7 separate regions of the Mus musculus genome follow, and all the other regions are linked to region 1. The links are chromatin contacts, called in public HiChIP or PLAC-seq and promoter capture Hi-C maps. All regions are on one chromosome and are shown on one strand. The core of a region is the stretch at or near the end of the contact, and the rest is flanking DNA. Distances in the headings are between cores, read along the strand shown.

Region 1 (3,975 bases), core at 439-2,938:
TGAGCAAATATTAGGATTTCATTACACAGTGCTTCAGTTTAAAACAAAACAAAACAAAAACCACCCAACCAAAAAAAATCTCTTTCCTACAGTTCTTCTTTTCGTTGCTTCCTAACCAACACCTCTAAGGAGGATAACGAAGAGGCAAGAGAGGAACTAGATCACTTCGATATTTTTCAACCCAGGACTTGCCGAGTCCATAGCAGTCTTCAAATATAAAACAGGAACCTCTAGATGAACTATGGGATTTGTCTGTGTAGCACCAGGCAATTCTTTAGCAACTCCAATACTCAGACAGGCACATCGAGGTTAGAAAAAGGAAAATATAGATTTCTTTCGGATTCTTAACATTTTAAGAAAAGAAAATTGTTCATCCACTGGGGCCCTTTCTCTCGTCTCTCTCTTCTATTAGGACAGTCTCTCTCTTCTATTAGGACAACAGATAAGTGGAATAGATTTACTCTCGGCTGTACTGGGAGATAGCTTCTCATATAGATTTACCAATCTCGCTTCTCAGAAACAAGCCTATCGCTGATCCCCCTCCAATGATTCTTTACACGTAGGGCTGTATCCTTCCTACAAGCACCCCGATGTCTGGCGGAGGTCACAGCCTAGGCGACAACCTCCGCCAAGCTCCGGTTGGAGCTCCGCTCGGATTGCCGAGCCGGCACTAGGACACGCAAACCATCCCACGAACCGAACCATCGCGGCGGGCCAAGGAGAAGGCGGGTCCGCCCGAGGGCCGAGCCGAGCCGCCCCGCCAGCATCTGCCTCTTTCTTGCTTTTCGAATCCGGACTAAGGAAGTGAGCCTGCGCCCCCGGCTCAGTTCCGGGAGCCGCAGCGTCCGCGGCGCCGTCCGGAACACGCCCGGGGCCGCGCGCAACAAGTGACTGGCGCGCGCCTGGGTCCCCGCGGCCTCCCCGCGCGCACCGGGGGTAGGGTGGGGGGGTCCCTCCCCGGCGACTTACGATCTCCGAGCGACCGTCGCGGCAGGCGTTCTGGAAGCGTGTCTGGCGCTCCTCGTGGGGCCGGTCCCTGAAGCCCGTGTACTTAATCTGCAAGGCAGAGAGACGGCCCCGAAATCAGGAGTCAAATCCGCGGCGGCACCCGCCGGCCCGCCCGCCCGCTCCCCGCGGCTCCGATAAGGGCAAGCAGAGCCTGTGGGCGGACTGCTTGCCGGGGCGAGATTCCCCCTCGGCCGGCGCGCCGTCCCGGGGGCTTCCCGGCAACCGAGCCGCTCAAACTTTTCTCCTCCCCGGGCCCACTCGGGGCGCGCCGAGGCCTCCGCGCCTCCCCAACCGCCTCACCTCGCACTCGCGGCTCAGCTTCCTGAAGAACTCCTCGTTCTCGAACTTGCTCCTCTGGTCCGGGACGACGCGCGGCATCTTCCCGCCCTCAGGCCGCGCCGGCCGGCCGCGCTCCCCAGGCTCGCGCGGGCACCCGCTGGCGGGCTCCGGTGCTGACCGCCTTGACCGCCCACCCGCGGCACCCGGACTCCCGCTTCTCTTTGTTTCAGGAGCCCGCCCGCGTGGCCTCCCGCTCCAGGGAGGCTGAGGTGCGGCCGTGTGCTTGGAGCCCAACCCACGCTACCGCCGCCCGCCTCAGCCGTTGCCGGCCGTCCTCCCTCCCGCCCGCCCGCGCAGACACAGCTTCCAGCCTCCCCCGGCTGCGGCCGCCACTTCCTCTCGCCGCCCTCCTCGCTCTCCCGCCCCGCGCCGGCCCCACCCCTCCTCCTCCTCCTTCTCCTCCTCGCGCGCCCGCCCGCCTCAAACTCTAGCAAACAAGACGCACCATTCACAACTCCACGACCCGCGCCGCGCATGCGCCACCCACCCGCTTGCGGGGCCGCTGGGTTGCAGTGAAACCCTGCTCCTTCCTCAGCACTTCCCCTTGCCTGTCCGCGGGCTTCTCTGCGAACAACCCGCCCAGAAGGGATCCGCCCCTCTCTTAGCAACTAGAAGCGGACCCGCAGACCTTTTTTTTTTTTTTTTTGGCCCTTTGTGAGCGATCTGGAACTTCTTGGCTCCCCAGCCAGCCACGCAGAGTCACCCCCAGAAGGGCCACTTGAATTCAAGGAAACCTAAATCTTAGAGGACTTTGCATACAGGGAGGGATGTGGACTGTGCACTGAAAGGTGGAAGTAAGCATCTAACCAAATCATGGTGTAAAAAGGTGGTGGCTATTGAAACGGGGTTGGCCTTAGGATTCCGTGTAGCTCTGCCTGCAGACAAGGTTTAGACAAGTACCAGACCAGTAAGTCTCAGATTAGTAATTTCTAAAATGCACACTCATAAGTTCATGGCGTTAGTAGGAGAGTGTTTATGTAGATCTAGCACATCATTTAAAGGAAAACTATCTTAATTATATGTAACCGGTTGCCAGTCCATATTTTTACCCAAATGTGCAATCAAACAAGAAAAAAAAAAAAAAATCCAAGATCTGCAAGTTCTAGAGAACTTACCAGAGCAGAAGAAAACCAGACTCGGGGTTTGCAGCAGAGCTTGAGCTAAAGCTGACCCTCAATAAACTCTGATCCTTAAAAATCGCAGTTTGTTAAAAGTTCAGTTCAAGGATGGCAGGTAAGTGCCAACTCTTGGCAGCAGCTGGCCAGATGCTAAGGATTGTGAAAAGATACTCATAAGTCACTGGAATCAGTTCTGAGGTCAGTTGTTAATGCCTGCTTGAATACAGATTTTGGCAGAATTTCACTGCTAGTCCAGCCCAATCTCATTTATTAGATAGGGACCTAAACGTGGGTAAGGAACTGTCCTAGTTTGCCATAGACAGCTCTCATTTTTAGCAATGACCTCCCCCCGCCCCCCAAGCCTTCTGAAGCTGCTCAGTCCCTAACAAACTAGGAGGGTTAATCATCTTAACTGAAGTCTGGAGAGTTGATTACCCAAAATTAAAGGTTTGTTGGTGGGAGTGGTGTGTGTGTGTGTGTGTGTGTGTGTGTGTGTGTGTGTGTGTTTTGAGTAAAACATACTGCCATGATAAAACACCATGTCCAAGGCACGTTATAAGAAGAGTTTGTGTGAGCTTACCACTCCAGAGGGTTAGAATCCCTGAACGGTGGAGCATGGTGACAGAGGCAGGAAACTGAGGGCTCACATCTTTAATCAGAAAGCAGAATAAGATTTAGGAATGCCAGTGGCTTTGAAACCTCAAAGATGGCCCTGGGGACACATTTCCTCCAGCAAGGCCACACCTCAACAGTGCCATCACAGGGGATTAAGTATTCTAACATCTGAGCCTACGGGAGGGCCATTTCTCACTCAAACCACCACAGTCTAGGCGGTGCAGTTCAAACCCAGGGATTCACCTCATCAAGCGCTTTACCACTGAGCTGCAGTCCCAGCCTTCATGGTCAGGGGTTTTAGCAGTGAAATTTGTAAGCAGCACGTACTTACAGTGCCAGCGACTTTGGCCACCGAGGTGGGAAGATTTCTTGAGCCGAGGACCTGTGCCAAAAAAGAGAATCAAAAAAGGAGGAAGGAGGTGATTAGGTTGATGGTTTTAAAAGACATACTCCTTCCATTAGCAAATATGGAATTATCTCCTTCTTGGGGCAGGCACCCTCCATCCCACCCCAAGCCTATAGAACAGATTAGGTGCATGAATGGATGCCAACAACTTCTATCGATGGATCTTCAGCTATTTTACCATCTTTTCACTTAGTCATTCATTTATTTATCTATTATTTTTGGTTTTTTGAGACAGGGTTTCCTCTGTGTAATGCTAGCTGTCCTGGAATTTACTCTGTCCACCAGGCTGGCCTGGAACTCAGGGACCCACCTGCCTCTGCCTCCCAAGTGCTGGGACTAAAGGTGTGTACCACCACTGCATGGCTTCATTTATTTATTTATTTTTAATGTTTGTGTATATGTGTGCCCGTGCATGCACACACACGGGTATAGTGTTTGTATGCGGGCACACATGCAGTGGCTTGTATGGAGAGTTCAGAGGACGACTTT
Region 2 (3,537 bases), core at 795-3,294, 730 kb after region 1:
CGTTTTGGAACAGGTCACATTAGAGAATTTGTGTTCAATTAGAGTCATCAGAGAGGAAGGAGCCTCCCTAGAGGAAATACCTCCATAAGATCCAGCTGTAGGGCATTTTCTCAATGATCTATGGGGAAGAGCCCAGCCCATTGTGGGTGCTACCATCCCTGGGCTGGTGGTCCTGGTGGGGATTTAGCTCACTGGCCCAGAGTGTTCAACTCTAGTGTCCTGTTATGACTTCCAATCTTGCTTGCTCTTCCCTCCCATTTTCCTTTTTCCAGTTTACATTCAAGTTGGCAAACTACATGCCCATTGTTGCATCCTTTAATTTATGCTGCTAATTTTTAGCTGAACCAGAATCACTGTATTTTTCAACTGAAACCTACTTAAGTGATTGCTTTTCCTGCCATATCACATTTCCTTATGGTATTTATCAACACCTTGTAAAGTTACCCTGCTTCCTTAGAGAACAGCAAAAGGCCATACCTAAAGTTACCCCTGATCAGCACAAACCTGTCTTTCTTTTCTCCATTACTTCTCCCCTTTTACATCCAGTCTCCCCACTACCTTCTCCACTCAAGAAAAGCAGTCACAGCTGCTTGTTCTGCTGTGAAATATTGACTCTCTGAAAAATAGGATTTAAAAAAGCAAAAAAAACAGAAACCTTGCAGGGCAGTGGGGGCACTCCTAGCCCTCCAAAGGCAGAGGCAGGTGGATCTCCGAGTTCAAGGCCAGCCTGGCCTACAGAGTAAGTTCGAAGACAGCAAGGGCTACACAGAGAAACCCTGTCTCAAACAACAACAACAACAATAAAATTGGTAAAGCAAAGCCAAAAGTATTGTTAACTGTGGTGGTAAAAATCATTCACAGTTTAATAAAGTCTACAAAGGAGGAGATGAAAAACAACATTCTGAGGATTTGTGATAAACTTTCAATGAGCATCCTGAAAATTAAGCCATATAATAGTTGAAGAAACATGGCTGGAGAGATGGCTCAGCGGTTAAGAGCATTAACTACTCTTCCAAAGGACCTGGGTTCAATTCCCAGTACCCACAGGGCAGCTCACAACCATCTGTAATCCCAGTTACAAGGGGTTCAGACACTCTCTTCTGCCCTCCACAGGCATTGCATACACATAGTGGACAGATATGCAAGCAGACAAAGCACCTATACACATTTAATAAAAGTAAAACTAAAAGAGTAATGACTGGAAGTGGCAGGATACCACCTCTAGAACTGGGTCTTGGGGCTGTTTTGAGACAGGGTATCTTAGGGTTAGTGCTGTGATGAAATACCATGACCAAAAGCAAGTTGGGAAGGAAAGAGTTTATTTCATCTTACCCTTCCAGATCATAATCCATCATTGGAGGAAGTCAGGACAGGGTCTCAAGCAGGGCTAAAACCTGGGGGCAGGAACCGATGCAGAGGCCATGGAGGGGTGCTGCTTACTGGCTTGCTCAGCCAGCCCAGGCATGGCACCACCCACAATGGCATTTCTTCAATTGAGCTTCCTTCTTCCCTGATGACTCTAATTGACACACAAAACTAGCCGGCACACAGGGTCTCACTATGTAGCCCTGGCTACCCTCGAACTTGCTATGTAGACCAGGATGGCTTCAAATGTATAGAGTTCCTCCCGCCTCTGCCTCCTGAATGCTGGGATTAAAGGCGTGTGACACCATGTGCAACCATTTTAAAATTAATTTTTTTGAAGTAGGCTCTCACATAGCTCATGCTCAACTTAAACTTACCAAGTAGTCTAAGACTTCTGATCCCTCCCCCTCCCCCCCTCCCCGCCCCCACCAGCTGCCCATTGCTGGTATGACAGGACATGCAAATATCTATGTCCAGTCATTTTTTTGTGGATCTTCGTTCATGTTTGGCCCATTTTCTTTTAAACTTCTGAGCTGTAGTTTCCTCACCTCACTTATTAAGAATTAAACAAGATTCAATGAGATCGCTTTATAAATATGGTTGTCTAGCTTGAGTTCATTCCAAAGCTTGGACTTGCCGCATCAGAGGCTGCCCTGCAGGGGTCGCCAGCGCGCTCTCGGTCTGGTGGCGTCCGCGGCTCCACCTCCCGCGTAAGGCTGTCCGGCTGGCTGCCTGACCCAGCAACGTCCCTAGCTGCGGCGATCCCACGTCCCGCAGACGCACGAGGACACCGCGGGCCCGTCGGGACGCGCTGGATAACGGAGCTTCTGCGGCGTTGCGGGCGGGCAGCGCGGCCCGGCCGGGGTCCTTGCGGGTCCTCGGCGGGCCCGGGGGAGGGCCCTCTTTGTGGCTGCAGTTGGCAAGATGGCGCCGGTGGGGGTGGAGAAGAAGCTGCTGCTGGGTCCCAACGGGCCCGCAGTGGCGGCCGCCGGCGACCTGACAAGTGAAGAGGAGGAAGGCCAGAGTCTATGGTGAGGAGCGTATAGAGCCGCAGATGGCGCGGCCGGACCGGGAGCGGGCCGGAGCGGGCAGGACCGTGGGCAGACATTGATGGGCAGTCGTGGGCCGAGCGGTCCTAGGCGGTCCCGCGCTGACCACTCTTGTCATTGTCGCCGCAGGTCTTCGATCTTGAGCGAAGTGTCCACCCGTGCCAGGTCCAAGCTGCCGTCCGGCAAAAACATTCTGGTGTTCGGTGAGCAGCGGGGTACTGCCCTGGGGCGCAGGGGTGGGTCAGGCGGCGCCCCTCCCACTGGTTCCCAGGCTTCTCCACCCTTAGCGCCTGCTTGTCGCTTGCCTGCCTGGGAGGGCACCCTGGACTCTGGCAGGGTAGCTGCTGAGTCTCCAAGCCCACACCTCTACTGACCCCCTAGAATGCAGCTCCGTTTGGAGTCCAGTGATGTGATGTGGGCTTGGGGCATTGGGGCACATTCCTTCAGTCTTTTGGCTGAGCCTTCTTCAGCCTTGACTCGGTTCATCGGTTAGCCTTGTGCTCACCAAGTTGAGGATGTGGAGGAAGGAAAAAGAGGATGTGCAGGCTGGATGGAGAAGATGAGGGAAGTAGGTGACCTGGACTGGGAAACTGAGGAGATGGACGAAGTCTTTTCTTCAGTCTTCATGGGCAGGCAGCAGAGCTTGGGAGTCAGCCCCAGGAACTTTCTTGCATAAATCCTGCCCTCACTGCTGGGTTGCCCAGTCAGTCATTTAACCTCTCTGGCTTCAGTTATCTCCTTCAAATGAAAGGGATTATATGCGTTCACCTGCAATGCTGTTTGTAGAGTAGGAAATGAGGGCTGAGCAGTGGGACAGTACAGACAGTCTTAGACACCCTGAAAGAATCCCAGTGGAGCCGAGGCAGATGTGTGCGTGGTTGCATCGCATCTCTCATGTCAAGAGCAGACTGCTGTGGGCGCATCACACTGCTTGATGTGTTGAGAGAGCGCTTGTGGAATCAGGTATCTTGAAGGGTAATTGCCTAGGTGCAAGCACATCAAGATAGTAGGGTGAATCGTTTGGGCACTGTCAAAAGCCTTTTTTTTTTTTTTTTTTTTTTTTTTTGCAATAGAGGATAAAGATGAGGTCAGATCATGAAAGTCTGGAGGACTAATCGGCTTT
Region 3 (4,060 bases), core at 871-3,370, 660 kb after region 1:
CTCTTGCTGTTAAACAGAAAGACCCAAGGTAGCAAGCAGCAGATCTTTTTGTTTCTTGCACCTCTGCTACATCTATGGTGCCTGAGAGATTTGGTGATAGTACAGGTTTAAGTCCACAGCCTCAGTATGTAGAAAGAAGCTGCCTCAGTTTAGAAAAGATTCTTTTTTTCTTGGTGGAATTTCACTGTCTCTTTGTGTTTCAAGTACCTTACAGGAGCTCTGTAGTATTCAGTGTGGGTTTGACCCTGAATAATAATAATTATTATCTTTTATTTTGTTATGACTCAAAATATGTTTGTTTGGGATTTTAAACAGCTTGGCTTTATGTTTTTTGTTTGTTTTGTCTTTTGTACTCATCTGTATCTGTGGTGTATTCTATATAGCATAGATCTCATATACACCAGGCTGACCTCCAATTCCATTTGTAACTCAGACTGGCCATGAGCTCATAATCATCTTGCCTCTACATCCCCAGTCTGATGAATAGAGTCATCCGTTACCACCACACCCAACTCTTTTTTTTTTTTTTTTTGAGACAAGTGTCTTCACTGTATATCCTTGGCCAGCCTAGAACACACTATGTTGAGCAGGCTGGCTTTGAACTCACAGAGATCCACCAGTCTTTGTCTCCTTAGTACTGGGATTAAAAGCATGCACCGTCAGGCCCAGTCTGGTATATATTACTTAACTCTTAAAATTTATTCTTTTCAAACATTTACTTCTCTCCTTTTTCCAACAGGAGCTGCTGCTCAAGAAGTTATCAAAATAATCACCAAACAATTCGTAATTTTTAATAATACTTATATTTATAGTGGTATGTCACAAACTTCTGCAACTTTCCAGTTGTAGAATAAGCACCATGTGTAATATGTTAATGGTTGGAACTGTAATTGTCTTCATATTGTGCTTTGGTTTGTAAAAATCTGTTAAAGGACGGAAGTTAAATTGTTTCCTTAATAAAAGTTTTTCTCATTTGTAATATAGTCTTGTTGTCTGGAATGGTGGGGAGAATGGGGAGAAAACAGAACAAAAGCCAGCTCTTTGTATAGTTAGTTAATGCTGGATTGCTATTTTACAGTTACATATCGTAGATATGTCTGTTTCACTAACAAGAGTAAAAAATTAATTATCTTAATGAACTTAAGATGTGGATTTTAGCTGTGGACATTTTAAGATCATTACTTATTTAAAGTAGAACTTTTAAAGAAGCATTTCGGAGCTTTATCAGGACAAAACCATTCCCTTGTGCTGTCGTCATTCATTATATATACCTAAAGGTTTGTCACTATACCTGTGTATTGAATTTTATGGGCTTGCCCCATCCCTAAATTTCTTTTTATTGAATAATATATTGGAATAATAGCATTTAGCAGCTTGTTAGATGGGAAGGAAAGTTCCTGAAGGTGAGGAAAAGTAACAAACTAGAAATCCAAACTGGGAGGCCGAATGTGTGTGTGTGATTCGTTATCCTAAGGCCCTAAATTGCCTGCTATAGAACAGTTCTCAAAGGCAGTCTCCTATGTGAGAACCTGGGTTATAGCTGACAAGAGGCGAGGGAGGGGGCTCATAGGGATTTTATTTCTTGAAAACCTGTATCATTCTTGCTTGGCTGTGTCATCAAGTGACTTTGTCAGAGCAGGAACTGCCCTCTGACAGTACTTCCATCTCCCAACACTCCCATGGGAAGAGTTCTGTTGGGACGTATGACAGGACTAAATTATAGGGCACACCTTGAACACATTTAAGACTCAGAGCTCTGGGCTCTTGGGTCTACTCAATGAGAAGCTGGCTTGGCCAGAACCAAAAACTAAGGATTTTGGAGTTCACCCAGGGAGGGTGTCCAGTCAACGGAATGCCCAGTGCAACCAAAGAAAGCCTGGCGTCAGGCAAGGTCAAGGAGGGAGCAAAGACCCTTCCGAGACGCAAGTCCTAAATACTAAGTTATATTACCCTCATCATGTCACTTTCTCCCATCTAAAACCTGGCATCCCGCACTGATCACCTTCTGCCCACTGATGGCTCTACAGCTGCGAAGGGCTAAGCCCAGTGGGACAGGTGTGCGGCCGGAAGTCCCGCCCAGCGGATGTGAGCCTGGCTGGCGCGCGGGCGTGGGAAACCCAGTCAGGCGTCGTGGTCTAGGCTGCCACAGGGACGAGCTGGTGTGGGCCTGACAGGGGCTCTGGGTTCCAGGGTGGAGAGGCCAAGGTCTCGGCTTCCCGCCTTCCGGTGGTCGGCTCCTGGGGCGGAGCTGTGGTGGCGGGCGTGGCCCGCTTCCCTGGCTCACCTGAGGAGGTGGATTGAGCTGAGGGCAGGGGCTTCCCTGAGCTGGCGCCAGGCCCACGACCTGTGAGGGGGAAAAGGTCGTCCCCATCTGCCCAGTCGGGCGGCTGTGTGCGTCCGGGCTGCTCCCCGGGATCCCGGGGCGGGGAAAGCGGCGGCCCCCACGGGGGATTCGGTTTGGGAGGAAGAGGACGGGAGCGCGTGCCCAGCAGCAGCTGACGCTGGGAACTGGGCGATTGCTCCTGGGAGGTCCGCCGGAGCCGGGCTCGGGAGGCGTGCATGGTGCCCCGCGGAGAGCAGTAGAGGAAAGTCGTGGGCCTGCCTGCCCTCCTCACAGGCGTTCCTTCTTCCAGCTCTTTAGGTGAGCCAGGCCTCCGGAGCCTGGAGCGAGAGCGAGGGAGCCATAACCCACGGAAAGACGGTGGACCCGGAGGCTGGGAATCCCGGGCGAGCCGTGAGGGTGTGCGCCCCATATCCTATCCATCCAGTACAGCAACTGGTTCCTGGGACCCTCTATTCCCTGGGACCTGAATGGCTTATGTCACACTCGGAGCAGAAAAGTTGATAGTGCACGTTACGTGCTTGCCTTTCTGCTCCCGTTAGAGGGTGCCTTCCACAGTGTAGGATTCCAAGGCGGACGGACAACTTACAAGTGGAAGTGAATGCTAGGATTTTCATCTCTGCCAGCCCCACCCAGGAAGATATTTTTGTCTCTCTTGGGGGAAGGGAGATATGTAGAATTTTTCCCCCCACAAAGCTTTTGATGTGACCAATTTTAGAGTAGCGAATTTCAGGGGCTGACCTAGTGTTTAATGATAGACTCTACCTTGAGTCCCATACCCAGGATGAAAGAGGTGTGCAGAACACTAATCAACTAGTTTTCTTATTTATGTTCTCTAATAGTCTTCCTAGTAACGTTTGCACCTGACCTTGTTGGTTTGGAGAGTAAATTAAGTAAACCCTTTAAGGATGGTGTGTCCTGTTATGTAAAAACTTACCCCCGCCCCGTGAGATCAGGGTAAAAAAAATTTACAATCTCATTGTTAGTGATGATTTGTACCCACAAAACTACTGAAAACATTTCGTAATTGCTTGAGTGGGAACATACTTTTGACTTGGGAAGTGAGCTATTTTTATAATATTATATAAAATATTTTTATATTTTTAAGTATCATTTTGTAATTTTTTTTTTTTTTCTGAGACAGGGTTTTTCTGTGTAGCCCAGGCTGTCCTGGAACTCATTCTGTAGACCAGGCTGGCCTTGAACTCAGAAATCCTGCCTGCCTCTGCCTCCCAAGTGCTGGGACATTTTATAATTATTTAACCTTTTGAAAATGACATTTATTTATTTATTTTAATGACATCTATTTGTGTGTGTATGTGAATGTACATGTATGTGCATGCATGTACGGGTTAGCACATGTGTGGTTAGAAGTTAACCAATGAGAGTCTGTTTTTGCTTACAATGTAGATCCCAGGGATTGTCCCTCTTGAGTTTGTGAGGGGTTTTGTTTGTTTGCTTGTTGGTTTTGAGAGAGTTTTTTTTTAGCTCCTGCTCCCCCCCCCCCCCCCCCGGCCCCTTGCCCTTTCTTTTCTGGAACTTTAAATGTAGCTCAGAATGGCTTCAAACTCAGGACTCTTCTTCCACTCCCTTTCCTGCCTGAATATTACAGACATGCACCGTCATGCCCAGAATATTTCATTCCTTAAATTTTTTTAAACAAGTGGACTGCTTCATGAATTTGTGTCTCATTCCTATGAAGGAGCTGTGCTAATCTTC
Region 4 (3,842 bases), core at 882-3,381, 540 kb before region 1:
GGTCTGCCTTGGACTCCCAATCTGGGGTGAGTAGACATGTTCTCTGACACAAATCTGGTAGTACTCAGGAATCCGTCATTCAAGGTCCCCACTGATCCACACGACCAGCCATCCTCCTCCCTGCTCCCCAACCTCTTTCCCAATGCAGGCATCATATTTGAAGAATCACATTCTAAAAGGGGGGAAATGTTTATTTTCAGTGAGCGCAAATTCTCAAGTGTAGACAAAGACTAAAATTCCTTCCTCCACCTGATGGCTTAGGCCGATGGACTTAGAGCCATGGTTTAGGCCTAGACCAGGGGTATTCTCAGTGGCTAGATGGTCACTTGTACTGAGGGGATAGAGGGGGCACAAGAGGGGCAGCACAGACACTCAACATCTTGTCGATATCCACTTGCGTCGTCTTATCCACCTCAGCCTTGAGGCTGCCACTCACCCTCAGACTAGACAGACCCCCAGGCTCCTCTCCAACCTCCTCTACCAGAGGAGGAAGATTATGGGTCAGTGGCACTAACGGATTAGGGCAGGGTAAAGCAAGGCCTAAGCCCAGCTCACCTGCCACGGGCAGCAAGGTCTGCAGCTGCAGCTGTTCCACGCCCGGCTCCTCGGGAACCAGTGCTAACTCGGCCTCAGGCTCTACCTCGGGCTCCCTGTCCCCGTCCTCCTCCTGATTCAGCTCTGGGTTGCAGTAGTTGATGTATTGGTACAGTGGCCGCAGGCGCTGGGCTTTTCCTGCAAGAACCCAAGGCAGAGCAAAGGCTAGAACACCAGGCTGTGCCATGTCAGCCTCAGAAGACAAAGAAAACAAGAGAAGAGCCCAGGGACTGCCACTCACGCTCCAACCCCAAGGTCTCGGCGGCGGGTGCGGATGCGCTGGCCACAGCGGGCGGCACAGGAGCCCCGCCACTCTTGCGTTTCTTGGCTTTTTTGTGCTGTTTCGAGGACAGTGAGGATTCACTGTGGCTGCCTTCTGGCTCCTCCTTCTTCTGCAGCACCCCCGGTGGCAGCTCAACTTCTGACCTAGGATGGACATGGTGCTTGGCCCTGGGAGGGCTGGGGAACCCAAACCTGGGACAAGAGGCCTGAAAGAGGCAGGCTTCAGTCTTTGGTTCCTATATCTTGAGCCTAGGGCTTACCCCTGCCTGTCCACTAGAGCTAGTTAGCTGTCCATTTCTTAGACAGTGAAGCTCCAAGCCCAGTAGAGGCTCAGCATTTATGGTAGCTCAGTCTCCTTGCAAGATCTAGAAGTCCCAAATCCATACCAACCCCCCAGCCCCCAAGTTCTAGAGTTGGGAGTGAGGGGTATTGGTCAAAGACAAGAATCTCTGCCTTGAAGGAATGGGGATTTAGGAATCTCCGGGCATAAGACCCACCTTCCCAGCCCTTCCCTCCGAAAGCCCTCTCACTTTCTCTTGGGCCCATGAGCTGGTCTCACGATGGATGACGTAGGCTTGGGTCCTCTCTCCTCTCCTGCTTCCACCCCTGCATTGAGCCCTTCCTCTCCCACCTTTATTCCTTCCTCCTGGAGCTCTGGCTCTAAGCTGTGCCCCACGGGACACTTGTCTTCGCCTGGGCTCCTGCAGGTCTCATGTGCCGGCACCAGACACTCTTCTGTTCCTGGACACTAGAAGATACACATAGGTCATTGGGAGCCGATGGCCAGGCAAAGTATTGTGGGGATCAGTTATTCAAAGCCCAAAGCTGCTGCAATTGGAGTACATCTCCCTTGGTTGGGGGGGTGGTGGTGTCTCCTAACTACATATTGGCCACAAAATATGAAGGTAACCAGCTTAGGCCTCTCTACTTGTAGGGCTTGGCCTGGCAGTTAGAGGGTTGGGTTACCTAGAGTCCCACCTCTCCTGCCCTACCCCTCCATCTCCCGAGCTTTGAAATGCCCAAGTCACCTCAAGGCTCTCTGCAACCTGGGCTAACCCTACTGCTGCCCCATTCTGGGTTTCTGGCTGCCTCTTGGCCCCTTCTGAGGCCATAGGCTATGAGGAATCAGTGCATCCCTCGACAGTTGATCAGAGAAAACCTCAGGCCCAGAGCGGGGCTGGACTGGTACTCAGTGCTGGTAGGGGAGACAGGTTGAGAGGTAAGGCTCCTGTTGAGACCCGAGACTTAGAATCACTCCTCATCTGGAACTACAAACCCCAGAAGGCTGTTCGCCTTAGTCATTTGACCCCTGACCTCAGGAAGCCATTTGTTGCCAAGCAACAGCAACTCCTACCGGCTTGCAACAGTTGGCGGTAAAACTGCTCCAGTGAGAGCCCTCGCTGGGGCTTGGCGGGGGAGGGGCGGCGAACCCCTCTGGGCAGTGGGCTAGTCGCGGGGCGGTGGTACAGTCTGCGCCTAGAGACGGGCGGTCGTCGAGGGGTGGGGCTCGGTGATGGGGGCTACCGCGGGGATGCAGGGCTCGGGTGGAGGGTGGAAGCACCCGACAGGGATTAGAGGGGAAAGTTGCGCAGCGCAACAGGCCCTGGTGCACTGTTGCAGGGCTGCGGTAGGATCATGTGCGAGGGCCCGTCCCGCATCTCTGGACCCATCCCCCCAGACCCCACTCTCTGCCCGGACTACTACCGGCGGCCGGCCTCGGGTGAGTTGCGGGGTGCCTCGGCGGGGCGAGTACCCCGCCCCACCCCTGAGCACGGCTTTCCACCGCGTCTTGCTCCTCAGCCCAAGGACGCCTGGAAGGAAACGCGTTGAAGCTGGACCTGCTGACTTCAGGTCGGGACCTGGACTCCAGTCCTCCTCGTGGCCCTCGCATCAGGCCTGAAGCCCGAGAGATCCTAGAGCGTGGCCAGCGAGGCGTGGGGGACGTGCTGCTGCAACTGGGGTGCATCTCCCTCGGTTCGGGGGTCTCTCCTAAGAGTAAGTCCTTGCAGACGGGGTATTGAGGCATTCTTAGGTCAAAAGCAGAGATTAAAATAGGGTGCTTCTTAATTGCCTTGAGCCCATGCAGTTAATGTTCTTTTCTGGGTCTTAGTTTCTCTAGCATAAAAGAAGGGCAAAATACAATACCTCCTGGCAGGATCAGAGTCTATCCTTCTGCAGAAAGCCCTCGCTTCAAGCTTTCACACCTTGATGGAGCATTGTTTACTTAGTGCCTACTTTGTGCCAAACCCTGTAGCTGTTAGGAAAACGGGGTTAAAAAGTATGGGAGTCGTCCCAGGGTAGGGTAGTATCCAAGGGAGGCTTCCCCTTCTCTGAGGAGAAGAGAAAGGGGTAATGGGGGGGGGGGGATTTGGCACAGGCAGGACTGGGAGTAGAGGGGCTACAATTGGGATGTGTGAATTTAAAAAAAATTGGCGGGGGGAGTATGGGAGTCACAGTTGGAGGCAATGAACAAGACAGGCCATGTGTATAATATACACGGTGATTAATGGTATGCTAAATCATAAAATGTAGAAGATAACCAGGAGGGTGACTGTGGAAGGGAATAAGCTGATAACTGTGCTGTGGGTATGATGTCTAACTTCCATGAAGAGGCCTTGGTTGTATTTAAAAATGTGTGTGTATGTGTGTGTGAACCCAGGGCCTCTCTTCTACCAGACATCTCCCAGATTGTCTGAGAGGTCTTTCTGCCAAGGGTAGGGTGTGAATCTATATTCGATCTAGTCCGAGGTGCATGGCCATTTGGTAGGGCTGTCCCTAGCAATATTCCTCCCTGCACCCTTCCAGGGAAGAATCCAAAGGACCATGAGAAGGAAAACTTGAGGCGGATCAAAGAGATTCAGAGGCGCTTCCAAGACCAGGAACGCAGCCGGGAACAGGGTCAGCCTAAGCCACTGAAGGCACTGTGGCGCTCACCCAAGTATGACAATGTGGAGTCTCGAGTCAAG
Region 5 (3,695 bases), core at 1,031-3,530, 580 kb after region 1:
GTGGAAATCCTCTTCCTCGGTTGATGTGTGTCTGTAGGCTTTCCGCAGGGCAAAGCCACCAGGTGGAGAACCACACTTGAGGGCTGATGATGCCAATGCCGGAGAAAAGGGCCTCCACTTCAGCAGGTTCCTACTCGTGGCAGCCCTTGAGTATAGGCGTCTCCCACCTCGTAAAAGAGCAATACGATTCCTTGCAGAATTGAAGATCCAGTAGGACACAGTACTTGACATTCTGAAACAAGTGGCAGGTGGAGGTGGAGTGTTTTTTCAGCCTGAAATTTCAAGAGTTTATAAAAGCTTCAAAGTTCAAGTTATTAAAAATACTAAACTGCTAGAACATCACTTTTGCTAATGCGCTCTCTGATTTTATAGAGAGCTTCCGGCCTTCCTGCCAGCCAACTTGTGCCTCCTTTTCCTTTCTAAACCGTTCCTCAGGCCAGAGCCTACTATCTACGTCCTTTGTTCAGTCTCCCTTGCAGTATTTAAGTTTTCCCTTTTGTATCTGTTCCCCCAAGGAATCTACCTACCCCATGAATTCCAGTCATGTAGCTGCTGACTAGCGGCTGTCCTGAGTCCAGGCCTGTACCTGGTATACATTATATATATTACATTAATATATTATATATAAATATCATCAATATTATCTCGATATGGTGTTTTTGAAGCCCCACTGACTCTAGCTACTTAGCATACTGTGTCTCACCGGCAATACGTGGTTAGGTTTTGTTTTATTATTGTTGTTTTATTCATCACTGGGGACTGAACACAAGGTCTCTTCTATTTGATCTACCACTGAGCTACATCCCCAGCCCTCTTTCACACTTAGCCTTGAACTTTAGATCCTCCTGCCTCAGATTCCAGGGTAGCTAGAATTAGCCATCAGTTGCTGGTCTCACAGAATTCCTGTGTAATTTGTATTGGTCATTGTTGTTTTGTTTTGAGACAAGGTCTTACTTTGTCACCCTGGCCAGCATGAAATTCACTGTGTAGGTCAAGCTGTCCTCAAAATCAGAGATCTGCCTGCTCTGACGTTCTCAATACCTCATGAGATTAAAAGTGTGTGCACCATGTCAAGATTTCACAACGTTCTGTAAAGACTTAATAAAATACGACACTTCTGAGCCGTCACAGTGCTATCACGCCTTTAATTCCAGAATTCCGGAAGCAAAGGTGAAGAGGCAAGCTGATCTGTGAGTTCAAAGCCAGCCTGATCTACATTGCAGACTGTTACTTTGCTTGACAAAGTAAGCCCATGGGAATGGGGGGGGGGGGTTGAAACTGGGAGTGTGGGTGCACGCCTTTAATCCCAGCACTTAGAAGGAAAAGGCAGGCAGAATTTGAGACCAGGTACACAGAGAAACTGTCTCAAAAATCAACAAAAGGAGGGAGCCACTATTTTTGTCCTTGGGATACATTCTGTACAGATTTTTATATCATTGGGCCAACTACTGTGAACATGATTTCCTATTAAAGGCAATGTTTTCAGTGATAGTACTATTTATGGTTTTTGGCATAAACATTCACAACTACTGGTGACTTGGAGCTTGTTTCCACTAACCTGGTACCAAATTACATGGCATTTGCAGTCACCTTTCCCTTACTTATTTCCAAAACCAGTAGGTCAAAGGGTATAAACGCACTGTCAAACCGATTTCCCAAAGCCAATACCCATCCCGCTGAACTTGGGACAGATGAGGTCGGACAGGGGCAGATGGCCTCAGACGCCCCTTGACCCTGCAGAAAGGACAGGCAGCTGTGCGCAATGAAAACCATTCGCCTCCAATGGGACAGAAAGAATTTAGCACCCCTAAAGAAACCAAGTCTCTTGATTTCTTGGCTGGACCGCAAGGCTCTAAGAAATCCCAGCCCCCGTTTAGTGGCTGAGCCTTGGCTTTCCAAGGTGTAAGAATCCAGTTGCGACGTCCAGCTCACCGGTGCTCCAGTACTAAGGAAGCTGGTGCAGAGAACCGGCTAAGCAGTCGTCTCCTCCACCAGTGCGCGGGCCCACGTGGCGCGTGCGCGCGAGTGGGGTGACCATGACCAGGGGCCAGCTCGTCCCGCCCTCTCACCTCATCCCCCTCTCCGCCCCATCACCTGAGGTACCCGTAAACTAGGCTAGGGAAGGCGTCCGCACCCCGAATCGTCCCCTTCCTTACCTCGTATCCTCGTCCTCTCCTCCCCAGCTGGCGCCGCTGGCACTCGGCGGATCCTCTCGGCTCACTCTGGTCCTGAGCACAGTTCCGCGGTTGCTGCGACTGGGTTTTACTTCCCTGGAGAGGCCCCCAGTCGAGGAACCAGCACCAAAAGAAATATCCCTCCCGCCATTCCTGATTGGCTTATCCTTGGAGGCGGGCCCTTGACGGACATTGAGATTACCCAATGGATGAGGAGGGCAAAAGGAAGGCAGAGGGGCGGGGCCGGGAGGGGCCACCCTGCACTCTACCCCCTGGGGTTACCCGTGGCTTTTGTGCAGCCGCTGCGCCAGTAGGTCGTCACGTGGGGCTCTTCCCCAAGCTTCCCTTATCACCACACCCTGCAAAGCCAGAACCAAGAGACCTCTCCAGTTCTTTACAGTTCATTCTCACATAGATTCCTCCCGGGTTTTGTTCCGTTCCCTCCAAGCCTCTCTCCAAAGTGCCACATCTTTATTATCTTTGGACACCTATCTTGAAGGCTTTATGGACACTCTAGGTTCTACTTGCCCTGACCTTATCTTCCAGTCAAACCTGCTTTTCTTCCTAAACCAGCAATGGCTTCGCCGGCCCCAGAAGACCCAAGTCCAAACACCAGGGTCAATTTGATGCTTCCCTTACTGTCACACACTTTAATCCTGTCATTCCCACCTCCTAAGTCCCTTCCCACCCATCCATTTGCCAATGCCAGACTCCAAAGCCTTTAAGGCCCCCTACTTCCAAATTACACTTAGTCCCAACCGATTTTCCTTCCTTTACAAACAGCTAGAAGGAACCTTCTAATACTCACATTTCTGATCTAAAGAGTTCATTGGCTCCTTACTAACCACCATTTTGAATTCTCAATTACATTGGCCTCTTAGCGACAAGTGATGTTAGCCGCACCTTTACTTGTTGGTAGCTTGGGAGAGCCAGAACCAGAGAGGTCCAGAGCTTTCCCTCCTTGCCTTCTGGTCCTAACAATAGCTGAGTCTGGTCTTCACCTTATAATGTGTGAGTCAGTAGAGTCCTTTCTTGAAGTCAAAGAGAGATAAGAGATAGCAGAAAGGTCTGAGAGTGCTGTCTCTGGAAAGAAAGGCAAGCTGGTTTACCCAAAGTCACGTCTGAGGTAAAAGTGTTCCTGCTGTATTTCTGTGATGTGTCCCCTTACTGGGCCTCAGGCCTCTCAAGGAGGTGGTTGCTTGGGAGTGTTTTGTTTTATTTGTGTTTTTGAGGTAGCATCTCACTAGGTAGCCCTAGCTGGTCTAGAACTAGCTATGTAGAACCGGCTGGTCTCCAATGTACAAAGATCCACCTACTTCTGCCTCCCAAATTCTGGGATTAAAGGCGTTTGCTAAATCCCTGTTTTTGTTCTGGGTTTTGCTTTGGTTTTGTGATACTGAGGATTGAACCTAGAGCCTCCTGAATACTATCAAACACTATCATAGATAGATCTTCGTTACTCTACCCTGTCCCCCTCTCCCCTCCCATCCTACCCTACCCCTTCCCCTTTTTATGCCTTGA
Region 6 (3,910 bases), core at 433-2,932, 640 kb after region 1:
AGATCCCATGACAGATGGTTGTAAACCATCACGTGGTTGCTGGGAATTGAACTCAGGACCTCTAGAAGAACAGTCAGTGCTCCTAACTGCTGAGCCATCTCTCCATCTCCCCTGCTTCATTCTTTTAACCGAAGTGACTACAGCGATAACCTCTTTAATTTTTCTTCCCCTTTTCTTTCATTTCCTTTGCACCCATTCTTTTAAAGGGCTGGGGAGAAGGCTCAGCAATTAAGAGCACTTGTTCTGCGGAGGATCCAAGTTCAGTTCCCACAGTGAATATTTCACAACCTCACACATACATTTAAGAATAAGTTTTCCTCAAAGGAGAGGTGGCAAGATGGCTCAGCAAGCTGGAAGATTTGGGCTTATCCCTCGAACCTGTGTTGAAGAGGACGAGAAGTGACTTCTGCAAATGGTCCTCTGTCCTCCACGAGTGCATGATGGCATTCTTGCACACACACCAATCAATAAACATTAAAAAGTTGTAAGAAGTGCATGCTCTGAGGTATCCTTGTCCACTTACTAACAACTGAATGCTTCTCAAAATCACACAGTCGCAGGCAGTACAGCACCCTCGGCCCCTGATGTTGTTGTTTCCAATTACATTTGTCCATCTTTCCTTTCCTGGGGCCAAGGTGTATGCAAGGCTATGTAGTGAACTTTCACTTTCACTTTTGACCTTCTCACATTCCCTGGGTGTATTTTATATCGCTCACGTTTCACCTGTCTAACTGGAGAGGGAATGTGACAACTGACAGACATGCACAAGCACATAATGAGCTGGGAACGCCTAACGCCCCTTTTCTCCCATCAGTTGGGTTCCATAGGGGTTGGGGGAGGGAGGTCACAGCAGGGTGTCCCCTCACCTTGTGTCCTAACACTGTGCCCAGGGGAAGTGCATTTGTTAGCACTGCAATATTACTGTCAAATGGAGCCGTCTCTTTGGTCCCTCACCCCACAAGGCTGGAAGGATTTTATGTGTGGATGTACACTCATCATGTGCTGGGATAATAATCTCAGGACGTGCAAGTGCATCTGGCAATCATGAATCTGGAGACTCCTCTAGGATTTGGGATAGAGGAAAGCAATTCTTACTTGTCAGCAAGCCTCTTCTTCCCTCTTGTCCTCAACTTGCTCATAAGCTCCTTCCTTAGCATCGGCCACCAAGGGACAGTCATCCTGTGTCACATGAATCGATGATAGCTTTAATTTCCTCCTTGTTCATGGGCTTCACAGGCAACTCTGGCTGCTTCTCAGACACCCTCCCGTCCCCCAAGTCCACTTCTCATTTGTCTCCTGATGCCGTTTCATCTCGTTCAAAACCCCCTTTCCCTTGCGTCACCACGGGGAACAATTCTTGGAGGGAAGCCGTGGGGTGGGGCCCCTCTGTCTACCCATCAGGGTAGCTTCTCTATATAGAATACTATATACAAGTATGCTGGTGTATTGTTCCTCTTGGAGGAGTCTCAGGAACGGTGAACTCACCCAGAAGAGGACTAAGGTTTATCAGTGATAAGGATTATCACTCGATTTAAAAGTCGGAGTTCTCCACAATTACTGCAGGTAGAGAGAGAGAAACATTCTGTGGAACTCAACCTCAGGTTTCCCCCGGCTTCCCAGTGACGCGTGCGCAGTGCAGCGTCGGCGCCCCCTACTGGCTGCGCGCTGGAGGAGGGCGCTTAGTGCGCCTGCGTGAGGCCGAGTGGGTGGCGGCCTCCTTAGGCGGCTTTGCTGTTCGCGGGCCAGGCGCGGCCATGGCGCAGCCAGGGAAGATACTCAAGGAGCAAAAGTACGACCGGCAGCTGAGGTGAGCCGGGGTTTACGAGTGAGCAAGCCGGCCAGGCTGGCGGGCTCTCCTGACACCCGCGGGGCCTAAGTGCCTAGGCCGGGTAGGCCGGCCTCCCACGGGCCTGCGGCTGCGGCCGGCCGTGCAGGGCGTGGGGAGCCGGCGCTCTGGGATCCGGCCACTGGCCCGAGTGTTCGGCGAAGGCCGGCTCGCCCCTTCCCGCACGGCTGGCTGTCCGCGGTTTGCGGTGCGCGGTGTCTCCGCCAACCCACTGGGCTGCACAGTCTCGGCAGGCCCTCCCTACTCGTTCGCTAAACGAGGGGGGTGGGAGCACCCCATCCTGCCCGACCGCCGAGCGCTGCGCCCCGGCAGGTATTGGTCTACGCCCGCGCTGGCCAATAGAAATGCGTCATGCTAGCTTTATCGGAGCAAACCGTGTTCGTAATTACACATTTTCCAGTAGGCACCTTTCAAATAAAGTTAAAAGAAGCTAGACATGGTAATCCCAAGGACTTGAGAAGCAGAGGCAGGTGGATCGGAAACTGAAAGCCAGCCTGGCCTCCATTGGAAGACCTTGGGAACCGGGAGAATAAAGAGACAGGAAAATAAGTTTTGCTACTAGTTCTCCCCACCCCTCTCGTTTATATAGAGACATGGTCTTAAGTAGGCCAGTCTTGAACTCAAGCGCCTACGTCCCAGGTCTCAAGTGCTGAGATTGAAGATGCTCACTGCCCAGCCAGACTCAAAAATAAGTTTTTGCTCCCCCACCCCACCCCTTTTTTTTTTTTTTTTTGTCTTTTACCTTTGAGTGGCCGCCTGGACTTGCAATGTAGAGCAGACTGCGCTCAGACTTGATGCAATCCTTCTGCCTCTTTTTCCCCAACAGCTGAGATTATAAGTGTGGACTATTACACCCGGTTTATGAAGTATTGAGGCTGGAACTCTGGACATCATGCCTGCTTGCCAAATTGAGCTACATTCCCCAATCCCAGAATCAAATTTGACAGTGTTTATCTAACCTAGTATTCCAAAACATTACAATTTCAACGTAATTATTGTTAAAATTACCAAGCTATTTTTGTTGTTGTTGTTCACAGAGTCTTATAAATCAGGTATCATACACATTTTAAAAATGTCTTAATTCATGCCAGCTGCATTTCTAGTACTCAGAAACCATTTGGACAGGGCACATCTAAACCATCCGGTGGATTCTTTAGCTATTTCTCCTTCCTTGTCTCTTCCCACCTTCTTCCTTTCTTATTGAGTATACTCTGTGTCAGCTAAGTGTATCAAAGTGTTGCCATCCCCTCGCCTCTCTTAATCTCAAGAGAACTTACCCTGTGTCCCTAAGGATGGAGGTTTCTCTTTGTATTGACTACCTAGCTCTTACTCTCCCAGAGACGTAGGTACTTAGTTCTGAGAATCCTTGAAGGCAGACGGTCTTTGATACTGGATAGGGAAACTAAGTCTTGTAAAAGTTAGGTTAATTTGCCCAGAGTTAGACATGTTTCCAGCTTGGGGCCACCTGGCTTTTTCAGACTCATCCTTTGTCCCAAGCTTCTAGAGAGAGAAACAAGGTAGCAGAGCCCTTGTAACTACTCTGAGTTCTTGTGGACTCGTAGTTCTGTGTTTGGGTGGAGGTAGAAGGGAAGGCAACAAAGCTGAGAAGATACTTAATGTTCCTAGGGACTGGAAGAGGATTCTTACTGAGTTATTCCTTAAAGGGCTGCATTTTATCTGTCAAAACAAGAACTGCTTTTTGCTGTAGGCAGGTCAGAAGGAAGCAGAAACAAAGTTGGGTCGGCAGGTAATAGCCAGGGACCAAGGCCCGCCTCTCAGGCCAGCAAGAACATTTTCTTGCTGAATCTTGAAGATGTACTCTTAGGCTTATTCTTCAACTGTCCAACCACTTAGTACTCAGATAAGACTGTGTCCCATTTCCTGGGAAGAGAAAAAGTCTTTCTGGTCTCTCTGATTTTTTTCCCAAGCTTGTTTCTCCATTTGCCAGCCCTTGAGTGATCAGTTCCTCTAGGCAAAGCCCTGTGCCAGCAGTGTGGTCTGGGACCCTTTAAAGTGAAGACTGGATGCTCAGTAAATGGAAAATCAAGTGGTGCAGTTTGTTGT
Region 7 (3,937 bases), core at 885-3,384, 770 kb after region 1:
GGCAGCTGCTGATTCATGTTTGGTGTTTGCTAGTGGACTGGACTGAGAAAAACGAAGATTGGAATTGCCCCCAAAGAACTATTTCTGAACAGGTCTACTTTCCCCCACTATGTCTGGTGGGTGGTGGGCTAGAGGGAAGGTTGAACCCTTATTAAATTAGGTTGAGAAAATTATATGCCTACATACACACAGACTGCAACTTGTCTTGAGGTCTGGGGTATATAGGAGGGGATCAAGGGACCCTTTTATACTTCTTCCTAGCTTTTTTTTTTTCTTTTTCTTTTTCCTTTTGGTTTTTCAAGACAGTTTCTCTGTATAGAACTGGCTGTCCTGGAACTCACTCTGTAGACCAGGCTGGCCTCGAATTTAGAAATGTGCCTGCCTCTACCTCCCAAATGCTGGGATCAAAGGCGTGTGCTACCACTGCCTGGCTCTTCAAAGCTTTTAATGGATCATCTTGCATTTTCCTGCCTGCTGTCTCCTCTCCCCCACCTCCCACACAAGCACTTCTAGACTTTGCTGGCGCCCTTGAGCCTTTTGTTGTGATGTGTAATCTGGGTTGTATTTCAACCTTTCCCACGGCAAGCTTGGATGTCCATTCTCTTAGATGTGCCGTATCAGTTGCTGTGTGCACATTTCTCTCCAGCATCTAGTGTTCTATCCTTTGTCTCCGTTCCTACTCATTGTCCCTGGGGTATCAATAGACCTTTGTAGCTGCCATTTCAGGAGGGTTTTAAGAGAGAGTAGAGTTTGTCTTCAAGGATTTATTGTTTTGTTTTTTTGAGACAGGGTTTCTCTGTGTAGCCCTGGCTGTCCTGGAACTCACTCTGTAGACCAGGCTGGCCTCGAACTCAGAAATCCGCCTGCCTCTGCCTCCCAACTGCTGGGATTAAAGGCGTGTGCCACCACTGCCCGGCTGTCTTCAAGTTTTTAAAAAAGCTATTAACATTTGTCCTTGGGGTGGCAGGACTCTGGTGTGTGCTTTTGGAGGCCAGAGGACAGCTTGTAAGGACTGGCTCTCTTCTTTCACCCATGGGTCACAGGAACTAAACAAAGGTGGTCAGATTTGGTGGCAAACACTCTTACCCACTGAGACTTCTCAACATCCCTGTCCTCAATTCTTAGCATATTGCTTAGCTTACAGTAAGTGTCCCCCCCCCCTCAAAATATTTAGTAAGTCAAATAATATAAATATTGAAGCTGGTATCCTTTCAGCTTTGGAAATAGACCTTGTGTTCTACTCATTGAATATTTGGTGCCCTTGGACAAGCCACTTCTACTCTGAAAGCTTTGTCTCCACTTGTGTAAAATAGTAATGATTATAACACTTCATTTGGTGCCTTCCTCAAGGACCGGAACAGATCTGTATTCAGGGTGCTGAAAGGTTCAGTGTCAAAGTGACAATTCTTAGAAAGTTAGTGTTTTACTTAAGCTTAAAATTAGTCTTCACACTTGAATGACAAATTGGTCTATAATTAATGCCTCCAGGGCAAAATTTGAGTGTCGCCTAGCTTGATGCTTAGAGGTAGCAAAACTTTTCTCAGCCAGGATAGGGAACTGATATTAGTTGCCAAGCACCTACTGTGTGCTCATATATTTCTCCTATGCCAGCATGCTGGATCCCAAATTGACACTGGGGTTGTGTGGATTCTGCGGGCTCCATTAACCCCGACCTCCCCCACCCCCTCACAGGCTGTACCTCTGACACAGAATAGGGTTGTCTCAGTGTGCCCAGCGTGGGAACACACACACTTAAACCTGCAGACGATCCCACTTTCTCTAAAGCAGGCTCTAAGGCTGCGGGCAGAGAAAACAGCTTTGTGACTCTTTGGTCAGTCTCCATTCTCTCCACCCTTTTTCCCTCTTTTGGTCTGGGCCTTTCCTTGCAAGGGCCGCCGGCGACCACCCCGGAGTCTGGGCCAGACGCCCAGCAGGTGAGGGCGTGGTGGGGGCGTGACTAAGGCTCCTCACCGGCCCCGCCCCAACCTGCAACGCCCCTCCTCTCCCCCACGACCCCCCGCCCCCAGCCCTCAGCGCCCCGCCCCTCCCCGCGCCGGCCGCAGTCTCCGCCCCCTCCGGGCCGGCGCGCGGCTCCCGCCTCCTTCCCTCGGCGCCCGCTCCCGCCTCCCTCCCTTTCCGCTGCCGAGGCGGCGGGAGCCGAGCCCCAGCGGACCGAGCCGCGGCCGCAGCGGGCGGCGGGCGCAGAGGCGGCGGCGGTGGGGTGGTCTGGCGACGGCGATGCGGCGGCCGCTCTGAGCCTGCCCGCTCCAGGCGCCGGGGGAACCGGCCGCGCGGGGCGGCAGCATGCGGGGCGGCGAGGAGCTGGACGGCTTCGAGGGCGAGGCCTCGAGCACCTCCATGATCTCGGGCGCCAGCAGCCCGTACCAACCCACCACCGAGCCGGTGAGCCAGCGCCGCGGGCTGGCCGGCCTGCGCTGCGACCCGGACTACCTGCGCGGCGCGCTCGGCCGCCTCAAGGTCGCCCAAGTGGTAGGTGCCGGGCGGGGCTCCAGGTACGAGCGGGCGGGTCGGCGGCCTAGCCCGCGCCTTCTTTACCCGCACCCGGCCGCGGGGGAAGGCCCGGCCGACCAGAGTCGGGTTCGGGCTGCGCGGTCCCCGCTCCGCGCACTCCGTACTCCGAGGTCCTTGGGCTGCAGTCCCTGCTCCTCTGGGGACCGCGCCCTCGGCCGGAGTCTGCCTTTTGCAGCTCCGAAGCCTCAGGGGTGCCTGGTGCCTGCACACCTGCTCCGGGGCCTACCTGTGCCCTCCCTGCTTCATCGACAAGAGGTTGGTGCGCAGAGCCGGTTGCGAGGGCCGTGCCATCGCCTGGCTACTACTGTGCTTAGCAACTTGTAGCAGGTTTTCCGGCTCGCGTAACCCCCAGACGGTTCTCTGCTAACAGAGGCCGGGGGCTGTGGCATGGTTTCCTCCCTGGCGCCTAGCAGGGTGCCCAGCAGATGGTGGATGCTCAATAAATATTTGTTGAATGGAGGCGTGTAGCCCAGATGCAGTGGGGGAGTCCAGATCTACCCACAAAGCCTCCAGTCTTTACTGCGGACGTTGGCTTCCTTCATAGCATCCTGTAGTCTCAGCACTGGTGGTGGCTTCTTGGGACTGCCCAAATTGGTACCCAGAGTTAAGTCACTCTGGGAGGGCGGCCAGTTTGGGAGGTGACAGATACGGGGAACTTTCTGTTGGACTTAGGCATTCGAGAGCACATTTCTTGGTGGGTCCCCCCCCCCCCGCGACCCCCCAGAGTGTTTGGTTCAGGGGCTTGTGGGTTCTGTTTCGGTTTTGTGGTTTTGTAGCAGGTCCCTTTGGGCAGTGTAGTTTATCTTTGTGGTGGACTGGGCACAGTCCAGTTTAAAAAAAAAACCTTTGTATTCCTCCTATTCTCTGTCACAGGTAGCCTTTCACCGAGGCCTCAAAACTTTATAGACTTGTCACCCTGACAGAGAAGCCCTTTGCACAGAACTGCAACATATTTGCATTTTCCTTCTGGGAGCGGCAGGCCTGTTCGGCTTATTAACTGAGTGCATACGTTAATCTTTCTTGGGAGAAATACCATATGTGGACACCCTTTAAATAAAGGTCCCTGTGTTTGTAGGTTGTAGACTCATGGAGAGTTTCCTCTCTTCTCTGCGGAAGGCTTGGTCTTCTGATGCCTAGTTTTAAAGGGCATTAGTGAGAAATAAGTGGAGCAAGTTCCCTATCTTTACATTTTAAAACACTCTTAATCCAGGAATCTGGAATGTTCTCAGGGATACCAAGCTTCTGTTAGCCATTGCTATTAGCAGAGAGAATGTCGGTGTGGGAGCGATACGTAATCCTTTTTTTAAAAGAGCTAGCTAGCTAATGTTTGAGTGCGGTGTAGATAATCAGAAGTAAGAAAAGGGCAGGGCTGAACTTGGAGCCAGAAGGTGGACTCCAGGGCCTG

What was found. Promoter capture Hi-C pulls out the DNA fragments that hold promoters and counts their contacts. HiChIP or PLAC-seq counts read pairs in DNA pulled down with a chosen protein or histone mark.
Region 2: a promoter capture Hi-C map of stem cell-derived epiblast-like cells shows a contact between it and region 1, with 3 times the contacts expected there. The contact joins the promoter of Dync1li2 here to the promoter of Cbfb in region 1. A contact is called at or near these places in 7 of 39 promoter capture datasets (the C10 cell line, cranial neural crest, frontonasal cranial neural crest and 4 more), 3 of 484 Hi-C or Micro-C datasets (CD4 T cells, embryonic stem cells and muscle stem cells) and 2 of 115 datasets of contacts at active chromatin or transcription factors (bone marrow-derived dendritic cells and pancreatic cancer cells).
Region 3: a contact with region 1 is called in a FOXA1 HiChIP or PLAC-seq map of pancreatic cancer cells. The contact joins the promoter of Terb1 here to the promoter of Cbfb in region 1. A contact is called at or near these places in 5 of 39 promoter capture datasets (cranial neural crest, hippocampal neurons, liver and 2 more), 1 of 484 Hi-C or Micro-C datasets (embryonic stem cells) and 2 of 115 datasets of contacts at active chromatin or transcription factors (embryonic forebrain and pancreatic cancer cells).
Region 4: a contact with region 1 is called in a promoter capture Hi-C map of pre-B cells, with 3 times the contacts expected there. The contact joins the promoter of 4933405L10Rik here to the promoter of Cbfb in region 1. A contact is called at or near these places in 3 of 39 promoter capture datasets (liver, pre-B cells and stem cell-derived epiblast-like cells) and 1 of 9 other capture datasets (pancreatic islet).
Region 5: a contact with region 1 is called in a promoter capture Hi-C map of stem cell-derived epiblast-like cells, with 2.2 times the contacts expected there. The contact joins the promoter of Pdp2 here to the promoter of Cbfb in region 1. A contact is called at or near these places in 20 of 39 promoter capture datasets (the 3T3-L1 cell line, 3T3-L1-derived adipocytes, the C10 cell line and 11 more), 2 of 15 datasets of contacts at CTCF or cohesin (embryonic stem cells and pro-B cells), 5 of 484 Hi-C or Micro-C datasets (CD4 T cells, cardiomyocytes, embryonic stem cells and 2 more), 16 of 115 datasets of contacts at active chromatin or transcription factors (the 230-238 cell line, bone marrow-derived macrophages, cardiomyocytes and 9 more) and 2 of 9 other capture datasets (embryonic stem cells and liver).
Region 6: an H3K4me3 HiChIP or PLAC-seq map of bone marrow-derived macrophages shows a contact between it and region 1, with 8 times the contacts expected there. The contact joins the promoter of Nae1 here to the promoter of Cbfb in region 1. A contact is called at or near these places in 3 of 39 promoter capture datasets (the 3T3-L1 cell line, cranial neural crest and hippocampal neurons), 3 of 484 Hi-C or Micro-C datasets (all in embryonic stem cells), 5 of 115 datasets of contacts at active chromatin or transcription factors (astrocytes, bone marrow-derived macrophages, effector CD8 T cells and 2 more) and 2 of 9 other capture datasets (adipose tissue and liver).
Region 7: a promoter capture Hi-C map of stem cell-derived epiblast-like cells shows a contact between it and region 1, with 2.9 times the contacts expected there. The contact joins the promoter of Cmtm4 here to the promoter of Cbfb in region 1. A contact is called at or near these places in 7 of 39 promoter capture datasets (the 3T3-L1 cell line, cranial neural crest, hippocampal neurons and 3 more) and 2 of 484 Hi-C or Micro-C datasets (both in embryonic stem cells).

What each region holds. Positions count from the first base shown.
Region 1 is chr8:105,168,387-105,172,361 of GRCm38.p6, reverse strand. Cbfb (core binding factor beta) reads right to left here and starts at 1,688. Exons shown (of 6, transcript NM_001161458.1): 1 at 1,309-1,688; 2 at 970-1,056. The coding sequence starts at 1,386.
Region 2 is chr8:104,441,554-104,445,090 of GRCm38.p6, reverse strand. It overlaps Dync1li2 (dynein, cytoplasmic 1 light intermediate chain 2), which reads left to right and starts at 2,044. Exons shown (of 13, transcript NM_001013380.2): 1 at 2,044-2,396; 2 at 2,544-2,617. The coding sequence starts at 2,290.
Region 3 is chr8:104,507,947-104,512,006 of GRCm38.p6, reverse strand. It overlaps Terb1 (telomere repeat binding bouquet formation protein 1), which reads left to right and starts at 2,120. Exons shown (of 20, transcript NM_180958.3): 1 at 2,120-2,205; 2 at 2,634-2,740. Nae1 (NEDD8 activating enzyme E1 subunit 1) reads left to right here. Exons shown (of 20, transcript NM_144931.3): 20 at 740-979. The coding sequence ends at 849. Gm22148 (a small nuclear RNA gene) reads right to left here; the gene lies at 3,999-4,060.
Region 4 is chr8:105,706,578-105,710,419 of GRCm38.p6, reverse strand. It overlaps 4933405L10Rik (RIKEN cDNA 4933405L10 gene), which reads right to left and starts at 2,131. Exons shown (of 4, transcript NM_027655.2): 1 at 1,905-2,131; 2 at 1,407-1,624; 3 at 836-1,020; 4 at 175-759. The coding sequence starts at 1,988. The coding sequence ends at 323. It overlaps Enkd1 (enkurin domain containing 1), which reads left to right and starts at 2,212. Exons shown (of 8, transcript NM_198299.2): 1 at 2,212-2,263; 2 at 2,497-2,596; 3 at 2,677-2,871; 4 at 3,682-3,842. The coding sequence starts at 2,512.
Region 5 is chr8:104,590,057-104,593,751 of GRCm38.p6, reverse strand. It overlaps Pdp2 (pyruvate dehyrogenase phosphatase catalytic subunit 2), which reads right to left and starts at 2,280. Exons shown (of 2, transcript NM_001024606.2): 1 at 2,157-2,280; 2 at 1-272. The coding sequence starts at 231.
Region 6 is chr8:104,532,409-104,536,318 of GRCm38.p6, reverse strand. Nae1 (NEDD8 activating enzyme E1 subunit 1) reads left to right here and starts at 1,682. Exons shown (of 20, transcript NM_144931.3): 1 at 1,682-1,807. The coding sequence starts at 1,755. It also overlaps a transcript of Car7 not described here.
Region 7 is chr8:104,394,004-104,397,940 of GRCm38.p6, reverse strand. It overlaps Cmtm4 (CKLF-like MARVEL transmembrane domain containing 4), which reads left to right and starts at 2,134. Exons shown (of 4, transcript NM_153582.5): 1 at 2,134-2,490. The coding sequence starts at 2,305.